Linked DNA regions of Mus musculus: region 2 is linked to region 1. Evidence: chromatin contacts called from public HiChIP or PLAC-seq data. All regions are on one chromosome and are shown on one strand. Each heading gives the region's core, a stretch centred on a gene start, on an enhancer-like site or on the middle of the called end of the contact. The rest is flanking DNA. Distances are from core to core; before and after follow the strand shown.

Region 1 (5,542 bases), core at 185-2,684:
CCTATCCATTTTAGAAAGCACATAATTGCGCTGGTGAGATGGCTCAGCAGTTAAGAGCACTGACTGATCTTCTGGAGGTCATGAGTTTAAATCCCAGCAACCACATGGTGGCTCACAATCATCCACAATGAAAACAAATAATAAAGAACCTAGGGGCTGGAGCAAGAGGAAGAAGTCGAGCGCGGGTGGGGGGGGAGTAACAAAATAAATAAATAAATAAGCATGTAATTAATATGACTTAGCATTTCAACTTTCACTGAAATAAGCAATATAGTTTTATAGAGAGTAAATGAAGAAATGGACCAAGTGTAATGGCATGTGCTGATAATCTCAATGGTCTGGAGGCTGAGCAGCAGAGGGATAGCAAGTTCAAGTCCAACCTGGCCTCTGTGTGTGTGTGTGTATGACTCTGTCTCCAACAGAAGAAATGGAGGCAAGCACATTTGCACATTTTTGTAATTGCAGCACTTGGTAAGGAAGGGAAAGTGGGAGGGTCAGGAATGCAAGTCATCTTTGGTTTCATAATAAGTTCAAGGTCAGCATGGACAACATGAGACTATATTACACAAACAAAAAGAACTGAGATATAACCTAGAAATTCACTTATCATTAGGTTTTTTTTTTTTTAAAGATTTATTATTATATGTAAGTACCCTGTAGCTGTCTTCAGACACTCCAGAAGAGGGCATCAGATTTCGTTAATCTGGACCTTTGGAAGAGCAGTAGGCGCTCTTAACCACTGAGCCATCTCGCCAGCCCCCTTGTTTTGTTTTTTGAGACAGCTTTTCCCTGTGTAACTCTGGCAATCCTGCAGCTTGCTCTGTACCATCAGGCTAGTCTCTAACTCAGAGATGTGCCTGCCTCTGCCTTCCCCAGCGCTGGGATTAAAGGCCTTTGCCTCAAGTTTAATTTATTTGTTTGACTAAAGTCTCATTAGAGCAGAGAATTTGATGTTTCAGGAACCAGGATAAAAATTAGTGGTGGAGTTTTTAATCTAGTCTTTTTTTAAAATAAAGATCTATTTATTTTATTTATATGAGTACACTGTAGCTATCTTCAGACACAGCTGAAGTGGTTATCAGACCCCATTACAGATGGTGGTGGGAACTGAACTCAGGACCTCTGGAAGAGCAGTTTGTGCCTTTAACCGCTGAGCCGTCTCTCCAGCCCTTTTTTTTTTTTTTTTTAAAAAAAAAAAACAGGAGGTAGGATCTTAGTCTCACAAAGACCACGCTTCCACAGGGTAGCCTGACACCCAGGACGCTGGCCTTGAACTACTCAAGCCTGATCCTGGGGATTACAGGCATACCACGACCGGCCAAAATCAAGCTTAGTTGATCTAGTCTTTAGAACGATTTGCGACCGTTCCACTCAGCGACTCCTGTACACTTCCCGACAGGCCTTGCATCAACGCCAAAGAACTTCCTCCCAGCATTCCCCGCGGCCGGAAAGCGCCGTGCGGGCTTCAGGCTGATAGGAGCGTCTTTCCTCGTCGCTGTTTGCGGCTTCTCTGGTCGAGTTGTGCGGAGCTTCTCGGCCGTCCCCACTGGCCACCATGTCCGCCCAGGCGCAGATGCGGGCCCTGTTGGACCAGCTCATGGGCACGGCTCGGGACGGTGAGTCTGAGCGGTGGCCCAGGCTCTGGGCGGGGTGGGAGCAAGGCGAGGCCGCCTGGAAGCCTGAGGTGAGGGCCGTGACAGCGTGCGTCTGCGCGGGGCGCCATTTTTCTCCCCTGCTTGCTGACCCCAGGCTCGGGGCCTTTGTCTGATCTGCTTGGCCTGCGAGTCTCTCGCAGCCGCCGCGTTCTACTGGTCCGGGCTGCCTCCTTCCTGAGAGTCCGATCCGACGGTGGGGCTCTGTCCCCTTCTCGTTTTCCGTCATGCGAGTTCCTCTTGGTCGGCACGGCGGCTCGGCGCCGCCGGGCAAACTGGAGCGTCGGCGAAGGGCTGGAACCAGCGCGGGCTCCGGGGTGCTGGCTGCCGGGTGGCGGAATTTCTCTGATACTCTTCGGAGGAGAGGCGATCCCCGAAGGAGCTGGACGGGTTTCGAAAACCCGGGCGTTCTTGCTCCATACGGTTACACGGGGAGCCGCAAATGAGCATTTCTAACGTGGGTTCCCTCCGCGTACTTTTCTAGTCTTCCCTCCCTTCATTCCCCTGCCTCACAGATTAGCCTCGGTTTAGTCACCTCTCGGCATTCATTAGGTAGTTGGTTCAGTAAGGAGGCGTGCAAGATCATGGTGGTGTCTCAGGAAAAAGCAGTTGCATCCTAGCAAAGCTAGATCCCTGCTGTGGTTTGTGTTTTCATTTTTACTAAAGTAATAAAGTTGTAATTTCACACTGGCACATTTCACAGGGCTGTGCAGATTCTTTGCACCATTTCATAGGTCAATACGTGCTTTTAGCTTTCTTTGTATGTTGAGTTGCTTTTGAATTGCTTCCCATATTTTTATTTCATACAAACTGAACAATTGTGGCCCCTCTATTTTATTTATAAAGGTTCAGTGTATCTTTGCCTGCCTACATCAATCTGCAAGGGAGTTGCAGAAAAGCCTCATGTTCATCGAGCCGTGAGTCACAACCAATTTCTAAGCTGTTATAACAAAAAAGTGTTTGCTTTTTTCCCACAAGTAACTTTAAAAGTGTAGTTTAGAAAGAAAACATTTTCAGTAAAAAGACACGACATTAATCCTGGATGCTTGCCAATCCTGAAGTATATTCTCCCTGACTATTACACAGCACTGTGTCCTGTACACAGATAGCCTTAGAATTTGTCACATACCACTTTGCCTTTACTTTTATGTATCATTCCCCGACTTCCTTACTGCAGGTGTGGGCAAGAAAACTTTTCCTTTAAAACTTTTCAACAGCGGGCATAAAATTCTGCAGCTGAGTTCTTGAAGATTGCAGATGGGTACAGTATGTGTTGGAGTTCACAGTGTGTATTGACTAACCTGATTCCTTTTTGCTTTCTTTGGTATTGTCTTGTTAAAAGTGACTCCCAGGTGCCAACTTTCCTTTTTGAGGGTGGGGATGAAAGGGGAAGAAGAAGAAGAAAAGGTCTAGAGATATTTAAGTCAGTGATAGAGCTTGAAACCGTTCTTCCTCTTGTAGTTTTTTTTCATAAAATACTGCCTATTAATTTGATTCTAACAAGAAAATCAGATTATTGAATAGCTTTGGTTGGTGGAGATTGGCAGCTGTAATGATCCGCAGTGGATTCATGGCACTCATTACACCCAGTCTTGATGGGTCATTTGCCCACATGTAAATTTGGGTGGATGCCTTCTGGTGCTCACTCCTACTTCTGACTCTGTTCTGCGAATTAACGGTGGAGTTAGATGTGGTTCAGTGTGCTTCTTCATAAAAAACTTAGCTTAAAAACTATTTGTATTTTATTCCAATTGTAAATATCTTTAGCTCAGTTTCTTAGTGTATATGATGGGAAGAATACAGAAACACTAGTCTGCAAATCGTCCAGGTGTATTAATTTTGCCAGATAGCCTTGTGTAGTGAATGAGATAATACTTTATTTAAAACCACAAATGAATTTCAGGAGATGAAACCAGACAGAGGGTCAAGTTTACAGATGACCGTGTCTGCAAGAGTCACCTTCTGGACTGCTGCCCCCATGACATCCTTGCTGGGACGGTAGGTGCATTCCAGACCTTTGTGATTAGATTACTTAGAAGGAGTGCTACAGTAGATGTTTTTATATATATAATAAAATACTGCATATATGTGTATGTATGTATGTATATATATATATATGTATATGTATGTATATGTATGTGTGTGTATGTATGTATATATATATATATATATTGAACCCAAGAGAGAGATTTTGTCTTTAAAAAATTAGCAGCACTTGGGAGGCGGAGGCAGGCGGATTTCTGTGTTCGAGGCCAGCCTGGTCTACAGAGTGAGTTCCAGGTCAGCCAGGGTTACACAGAGAAACCCTGTCTCAAAACATCAAAAAAAAAAAAAAAAAAAAAAAAAAAATCCATGATGGGTGCTGGAGAGGCGGCTCAGTGGTTAGAACACTTGTTGCTCTTGCAGAGGACCCACGTGTTGGCTTACAAATATCTATAACTCCAGTTCTAGGGCATCTAATACTTTTGTATGTTCCACAACTACATTCATTCATGTGAACATACCCAGACACCGGAATATACGTAATTTAAAAATTATAAAATTAAGCCTTAAAATTAAATAATGTAATGTTTGAAAATAGAGTGTTAGGACTCACACAGCAACTCAAAACTGTCTTAACTCTACCCAGACATGTACATGGTACACAGACATACATTCAAGCAAAATATCTATATACATAAAAATGTAAAAAAAATTACAGAAGGAGCAATGCTCATCTTTTATCTTTTAAAAAATAGTTGAGTATTTCATACACTCATACAAGGTATTCTACTCTTATCCATCTCTCCACACTCAGGGGATTTGACTTTGAGGGTCTCATGGGACACATGGAGTGGGAGTTGTAGGGGGAGAGAATGTTTTTTAGGTAGAATTCTATTTTCCTTTACCATGTAAAGTCTGTTGCTCTTCAAATTATAGATTGTTGGTAAGTGCTTGGGTTGTGAAACAGTTCATTGAAATCCATTAAGCAATCGGGTTGTTTTGAAAATTTTGCTGATCTTATTTAATTTCAAGTTGAATTTATATTAGACCTTACTAATAGTATATTTACATAAATGTATACATATATGTATATACATACAAACACATAATTTTGGGTGTAGGCCTGAGTCCATGCAGGTGCCCACAGAGGCCAAAAGAATGCATTGGATCCTCTGGAATTGGAATTATAGGTAGTTTTTAGTCCTTCTGAGCCACCTTTTCAGCCTCTGTTTGCTCTTACCTTATTTATTATTTATACTGAGTGTGTATTTGTTGTGTGCATGTCCGTGTAGGTGCCAAGGTGTTCATGTAGATGTCAGAGGACAACTTGGAGAAAAGATTCTGTCCCCCCTATTGGATCTGGGGATTGCACTCATCATCAGGTGGCTTTTCCTGCTGAGTCATCTTATCAGCCCCTAATATAAAATAAAAATCAAATGGAGATCACATTGATTATATACTTTTATAACTCTTTCAAGAAATCTAACCAATAACTGTAGACTCTGAATAACACAGATAAATTATAGTTTTGAGGAATGTGCTTTCATTTGAAATTAAATTTAAGATTAAGCAGTGAAGAGAGTCATCTGCCATATTTCAGCCACTTAGAATGACTAAGTGTTTTGGGAAGGTCCAGTTCAAGACTTTCACAGCCATTTTGAGAAATGTACTGAGTGTATGAAAGAATGTGTGCCAAAAAACATTTCCTGGTGAATCCTGGGTTAAAACTTGTGTAGTGGTATTGTGTGTGTTCCTGTACTCATGCAGAAGCAAGAGGATAGTAGGTCTTGTCCTCTTGTCACTGATCACCCAGCCCCTTGAGACATAGTCTTTTGAGACAGTGTTTCACTATATAGCTCTGGCTGTCCTGGAACTTATTTTGTAGACCAGGCTACAAAATCCATCTG
Region 2 (5,926 bases), core at 27-2,526, 190 kb after region 1:
GGGAGAGAGAGAAAAGGACAAAGGAAGAAGCAAGAAGTCGGGCATGGTACATGAACTCCAGAACTTGGAACACTAAGACAGACATCACAAGTTCAAGAACGGGCCGGGCGGGGTGGGAGGAAAGAGGAAGCAGGGTGGAGATGGAAGGGAAAGAAGAACCTTCCAAAGCAGTGGGAGGTTGGGTACAGCAAGGACTGGAGGCTCAGGGAACACAAGCCAGTCCAGCCACCTGCAGCTATAAAGCCAGGGTAACCTGGATGGAAGTCTGAGGTCAGGAAGAGCGTGGGTGAGATCCAGGGGAGCTAGGGATCAGAAGTCAGGCAGATCTGGGGGCCAGGGCCTTACATTTAGGGCAATGGGGTTCTGCCTGACCCGTCTGTGATCTGAGTAGGGCCTGAAGTTTGAGATACGAGATCTAGAGGAGCCGGAGTCTAGAGTCTCATGTCTGAGGTTGCAGGGGTTGGCAATGTAAGCTCCAGGTTTTGAGGTTTGGGAGTTACGGACTGTGAAGTTAGAGGTAGAGGGAATCAGGAGTGTAGGATTTTAGACCTGAGGTTGGAGGTCGGTGGATCTGGGTAATGTGCAGGATCTGAGGTTGCAGGTCAGGGGCAACTGGAGTCCAGGGCCCTTAAGGCTTAAGGGACAAGGTCTGAGGCTTGAGGTCCTGGGTGCCAATTGCCTCTTGATACCTCTCTTCTGTCCCATAGAAAGCACCTTCGCTGACACGCTGACCCCCCTGCGCCTGGGTCAGGCTCGCCTCAGCGCCTGCCCCCCTCCTGGCAGCCACGACGCTGCCAACTTCGACAACAACGAGCTGGAGAACAACCAGGTGGTGGCCAAGCTGGGTCACCTGGCTCTCGGCCGTCCCGACGCCGCGGTCCCGTGCGTGGCCCGCGAACGCCCGAGGCCCGCCTCATCGCCCGCGCTGCTGGACGCCGAGCTGCGCTTCCACGCCACGCGCGGACCCGACGTGAGCTTGTCCGCCGACCGCAGGCTAGCCTGCGCGCCCCGCCCCGACGGCGGCCGCACGCTCGTGTTCTCCGAGCGGCCGCTGCGGCCAGGGGAGAGCCTGTGCGTGGAAGTGGGGCGCCCGGGGCTGGCGGCACCCGCGGCTGTGGCCTTCGGCATCACGTCCTGCGATCCTGGCGCGCTGCGGCCATCCGAGCTGCCCGCCGATCCCGCTGCGCTGCTGGACCGCAAGGAATACTGGGTGGTGGCTCGCGCCGGGCCCGTGCCCAGCGGAGGCGACGCGCTCAGCTTCACGCTGCGACCCGGCGGCGACGTCCTGCTGGCGGTGAACGGGCGCCCGCGGGGACGCCTGCTGTGCGTGGACACCTCACAGGCGCTCTGGGCCTTCTTCGCGGTACGCGGCGGTGTGGCGGGCCAGCTGCGTCTCCTGGGTGAGTGTGCACCGGGGTCCCCAATAAGAGCTCCCTGTAGAAGACAGCTGCTGTCAGGGCTTGGCTGGAAGATGGTTTTATTTCCTTTATTATTTATTTACTTACTTATTTTTATTTCCTTTATCTCACTAGGATTTTTTTTTAAAAATACATAAAATAAATAACATTAAAAAATAACAAAATTACTGTAAAAGACGAGGGAAATTCACTGGCATATGCAAGAGAAGCATTGCTAGTGCAGAGAGTGGAAGGAAGGCTTGATCCTTTGGAGACAATTCTTGTCTTTGTTTTTGTTTTGTTTTTCTTTTTGTTTTTCTGGTTTTTTGAGACAGGGTTTCTCTGTATAGCCCCACTGGTTGTCCTGGAACTCACTTTGTAGACCAGGCTGGCCTCGAACTCAGAAATCCGCCTGCCTGTGCCTCCCAAGTGCTAGGATTAAAGGCCTGCGCCACCACCGCCCGGCTTTGTCTTTGCTCTTAGCAAACATAGACAAAGGACAGAAGCTGTGGGCCAGGCCAGCAGAGGACAGGATACCCACTTGCTTCATGTGACAAGCTGATAGGGACAGCGACACGGTGTGACATTTGCCACTACAGCAGAGGCAAGTGTGGGGGACTGAGTGCAGTGGTCAGGGAAGTCTTCCCAGAGAGCATAGCGCCATGCTCACAGTCCAGCTTATAGCAGAAAGAGTCACCATGCCACCGTGTTGGCCTTGATGCTCCTAATGGCCTGTGAATCCACATGACAACAGAAAGGCAGATTACCATCCAAGAGTCACACAGCCCTGAAGAGCTGGGCAGATCTCACTCTCCTGGGGGTCAGTGCCCTGGGTGAAAGAGAGTGAGGTTGCCATGGGATGGAATGGCTTCAACAGGTGTCTGACACAGCGTGCCGTGACACCACAGCCTGGGTGTCTGAAGGAGAAGCAGGTGTCTGTGGGGTTCGGCTAGGATATTTTGAGGTTTTTACAGTTAGTGTTGCTGTTGAACCACCTAATTTAAGATTTCGGCCTGAGACAAGTCTTCCAAGTTGCTACTATGATAGCTGTCCTTCCTTCAAACGGAGTAAAAGAAGCAGCTCTCGTCTTCCTAAGAAAGGACATATTTTCCGAGTTAGCACTGAGCTTGGGCAGGGAGAGATGCTCAGAGTCTGGAATCCTGTAGCTGTGACAAAACCCCACTCTAGTGCCCCAAGTAAAACGTGTAGAGTAGCTCAGAAATCTGGGAGTCTCTTGACGGACTCAGGAAAGTGAGGTCTGTATGATGAGTGTGCACCCTCAGGATGAGCCTCTGCTGGCTCCACACTCAGGCCTTGCCTCAGAGAGGCTTCTCCCTTGGCAGCCTACCCTCGGTGGCATGAGCCTTTCCTTATCAATAGTTCTAATGGCAGCAGCATGGTAGCTTGGGTTATATGCCCTTCCTCGAATCACAGTGGGATTAAAGAATGGAAAGCTCTTTGGGTTTGGCCCAGCATCCCAAGGCTGTTTTTGAAATAGGAGCTATAACAGCTAAAGTACGCATATATAATATAGTATATGAATCATACACAATATATTATGTTATATATTACAATAGAGCTATCGCCATACCACTGTGAAGGCACCTAAGTAGGAGGCAAAGCACAGACATCCACAGAACCCCGGACAGTCACCTCATCCATCACTAGAGCCTGTGCCTCTCTCTCACACCCTAATAGAGTCACACCTGTTTGACTCCCAGGTACCCTACAGTCCAGTTCTGAGACCATGACGCCATCAGGGTCCTTCAGTGGCTCCCAGGATGACAGCGATTCAGACATGACCTTCGGCGTCAACCAGTCGTCCTCAGCATCAGAATCGTCTCTGGGTAAGGAAACACAGAACTCGGAGGGGCAGGACTTCCTCATGACATGGGTGCTCTGGCTGTGCCCGTGGCCTTGGCCTTTGCTGGCCGAGGAGGCCAGCGGTGTTTGCCATTGCATCTGCTCCTCTCTGCTGTGCTCAGTGGGTGAATAAATACAGAGAATCAGAAGCCCAAAGGCTGCTGATGAAGGCAGTTTACCTTTGTGCTTTGTGAGACAGCACTATCAAAAACGGGTAAAATTCAAAATGTAGACAAAGATGGGACTGTGCCCATTGCCACCAAGGGAATACTACATTCAGAGTCCTTCTGAGAGCCACGCCATTAATGAAATCCTATCTCCCTTCTGGCAGTGACAGCCCCCAGCTCCCCTCTGAGTCCCCCGGTGTCCCCAGCCTTCTCCGCACCCGAGCCGACCGGCAGCAGGAATGGAGAGTGCACAGTGTGCTTCGACAGCGAGGTGGACACGGTCATCTACACGTGTGGACACATGTGCCTGTGTCATGGCTGCGGCCTGCGGCTCCGAAGGCAGGCACGGGCCTGCTGTCCCATCTGCCGGCGGCCCATCAAGGATGTTATCAAGATCTACAGGCCGTAGCTGTGCAACTGGCTCGGCCAAGGCAAGGTCACCTTTCTGAAGCCCCTGCTAGGTGGGCGACACCATGGCTATCAGGGAGCCTGGGGTCAGGAGCCATCTCTCGTCTGCCACTCCGCAGTGATGAGCAAGGCAGGACAGGTATGGAGATGAGGCCCTGGGGGCCAGAGCCCAGGCAAGCACTTGTTGCTTCTGGCTCAAACACACATCACCCCCAAAAGCCTGTCCCAGGATTCAGCTCAGGAACTGCCTGGCAGATCACCTGCCTCTTGGTGACCTTCAGCTGGGAAAGGGTACCCTCTGTCTGTGCAATGCTTCTTTGGGGTTGGGTTGAGTGTGTGTGTCTGGGTGGGGGGGTGGGGAGACAGCACGGAGAATGGGTGAGAGAGAATGTGTGAATGTTTTATGTAGGGATCCATCTCCTGGAGGGTATTTAACACTACGGAATGTGCAATCTGGGCCCAACTGTTAGTGTGGTTGTCCACTTTCTGGGGATTTAGGTTTTTCTGCAGTGAGCTAGCTTTGAACACAGGAGGCCTGAACCTACACAGAGCTCCCTCAATGGCGCTCAGATTTTCTAAGGGAGAGCAAAAATAACTCACTGTTTACAGCTCCAGACAGCAGCTCCTGCTGAGGGGAGAAGGTAGGCGGAGAACATCGGAGAACAGGTGGCTTTCGCGTCTCACTCAGCCTAGGAGTAGCCTTCCCAAGGCAGCTGAGGACAGGTGCCCCAGCTGTAGCAACTAGAGTCCTTTATCCCCAGCCACTAGAACAGTAAACACCTCAGCCTTGTCCCTACTTGCTGTGGCGTTTTATGACGTCCTTGCTGTTCTCTAGGACAACTCCGTGTCTCCCAAGGTAGAATTAAGAGCTTAGGGCATGTCCCAGTGAGCAGCTGGCAGAAGCTAGAAGACCCAGACCCCTACCTCGTCCTTGTCCTGACTCTCATTTTCCTGTTGATTATTATGGTGTTAAGTACATCAGTTAGCTACTCGTGAGGAACTGACTGAAAATGCTCCCCACTCCTGGGCCTGTTTGCTGCCATTTCCCAGGCCCCTGGCCCTGTCACCCTCTCACTGGGTCACTTATGTCTGTAGGCTTCCAGACTTTGCCATTGCGGATGCTCTGGCCGTGTGTGCCACCCCTCCCTTCTAAAGAGCCACGGGTTGTACCGGATGTGCATCCACCTACCCTGAGCTGTACCTTTAGTGAAGTTCCTTGACCCTCCCTCTTCTTTGCTCCTACTTGGAAGCCTGGTGCCAGGGCATTGGTGAGACCCGCTCTGTTGTTGTTGTTGTTGTTGTTGTTGTTGTTGTTGTTGTTTTGAGAGAAAGCTTGAGACACCTTGCCAGGAGCAACTGTTTCCTCACAGTGCCTAACCTGGCCCTCTCTTGCTGTGAGGGAGGGAAAAAGAGGGCAAGAGAAACATTTAGGAAGTGAGGTTCATGGAACAGATTTTGACAAGGAGCCATGGAACACTTGAGAGCAGCCCAAGCCCCTCTCAGTGCCCCTGGTGGCTGGAGGCCTTGGGCCTCCACTGCTGCTCTGAAAGAGTCAGGATCTGACCTGTTCACAGCTCCGCCTTCCTCTCCCAGCAAGAACCTCTGAGAGCTCGCTTTCCCTTAGGGATGTCACGCCCACCTTTTCACTTTAGGATGATTCTCTTCCTTTTTCTTTTTCTTTTTCTTTTTCTTTTTCTTTTTCTTTTTCTTTTTCTTTTCTTTCTTTCTTTCTTTTTTCTTTTTCTTTTTCCTTTTCTTTTCTTTTTTTTTTTTGTGTGTGTTTTGGTTTGTTGTTGTTTTGGTTTTCCTGGAACTCACTCTGTAGACCAGGCTAGCCCCAAACTCAGAAATCTGCCTCCTGAGTGCTGGGACTAAGGGTGTGGCACCACCACTGCCCTGGTGCAGCTGACTCCTTTAAGGAGCTAGAGTAACCCTTGTTCGCCTCGGTGAGAGTCTGAGAATCAGGCGCTTTGGCTACACAGCTCAATTTACACAGCCAAGCCTTTAGCTTCTATGTGTGCTGGGCATGGACAGAGCCTCCTCATCGCCAGTGATGATGGCCGGGTTTCCAGGCAGCCGTGGTCCTGTCTG

Evidence for each region. HiChIP or PLAC-seq counts read pairs in DNA pulled down with a chosen protein or histone mark.
Region 2: an H3K4me3 HiChIP or PLAC-seq map of bone marrow-derived macrophages shows a contact between it and region 1, with 2.1 times the contacts expected there. The contact joins the enhancer-like site here to the promoter of Luc7l in region 1. A contact is called at or near these places in 11 of 39 promoter capture datasets (the 3T3-L1 cell line, the HPC-7 cell line, the SN4741 cell line and 7 more), 4 of 484 Hi-C or Micro-C datasets (bone marrow-derived DN2 thymocytes, cerebral cortex, conventional dendritic cells and 1 more), 17 of 115 datasets of contacts at active chromatin or transcription factors (the SCID.adh cell line, T-cell acute lymphoblastic leukemia, bone marrow-derived macrophages and 11 more) and 1 of 9 other capture datasets (liver).

What each region holds. Positions count from the first base shown.
Region 1 is chr17:26,251,476-26,257,017 of GRCm38.p6, forward strand. Luc7l (Luc7-like) reads left to right here and starts at 1,435. Exons shown (of 10, transcript NM_028190.3): 1 at 1,435-1,616; 2 at 3,556-3,650. The coding sequence starts at 1,556.
Region 2 is chr17:26,437,960-26,443,885 of GRCm38.p6, forward strand. It overlaps Neurl1b (neuralized E3 ubiquitin protein ligase 1B), which reads left to right. Exons shown (of 5, transcript NM_001081656.3): 3 at 708-1,400; 4 at 3,119-3,244; 5 at 3,592-5,926. The coding sequence ends at 3,836. Among named protein-coding and RNA genes, the nearest start is that of Neurl1b, 26 kb to the left of the region's middle. Within about 2 kb of position 1,277, at least 35 of the 459 cell types and tissues checked have an H3K27ac peak or open chromatin away from gene starts, as enhancers often do. A contact at or near this core is called in bone marrow-derived macrophages, forebrain and ganglionic eminence, where this site is marked.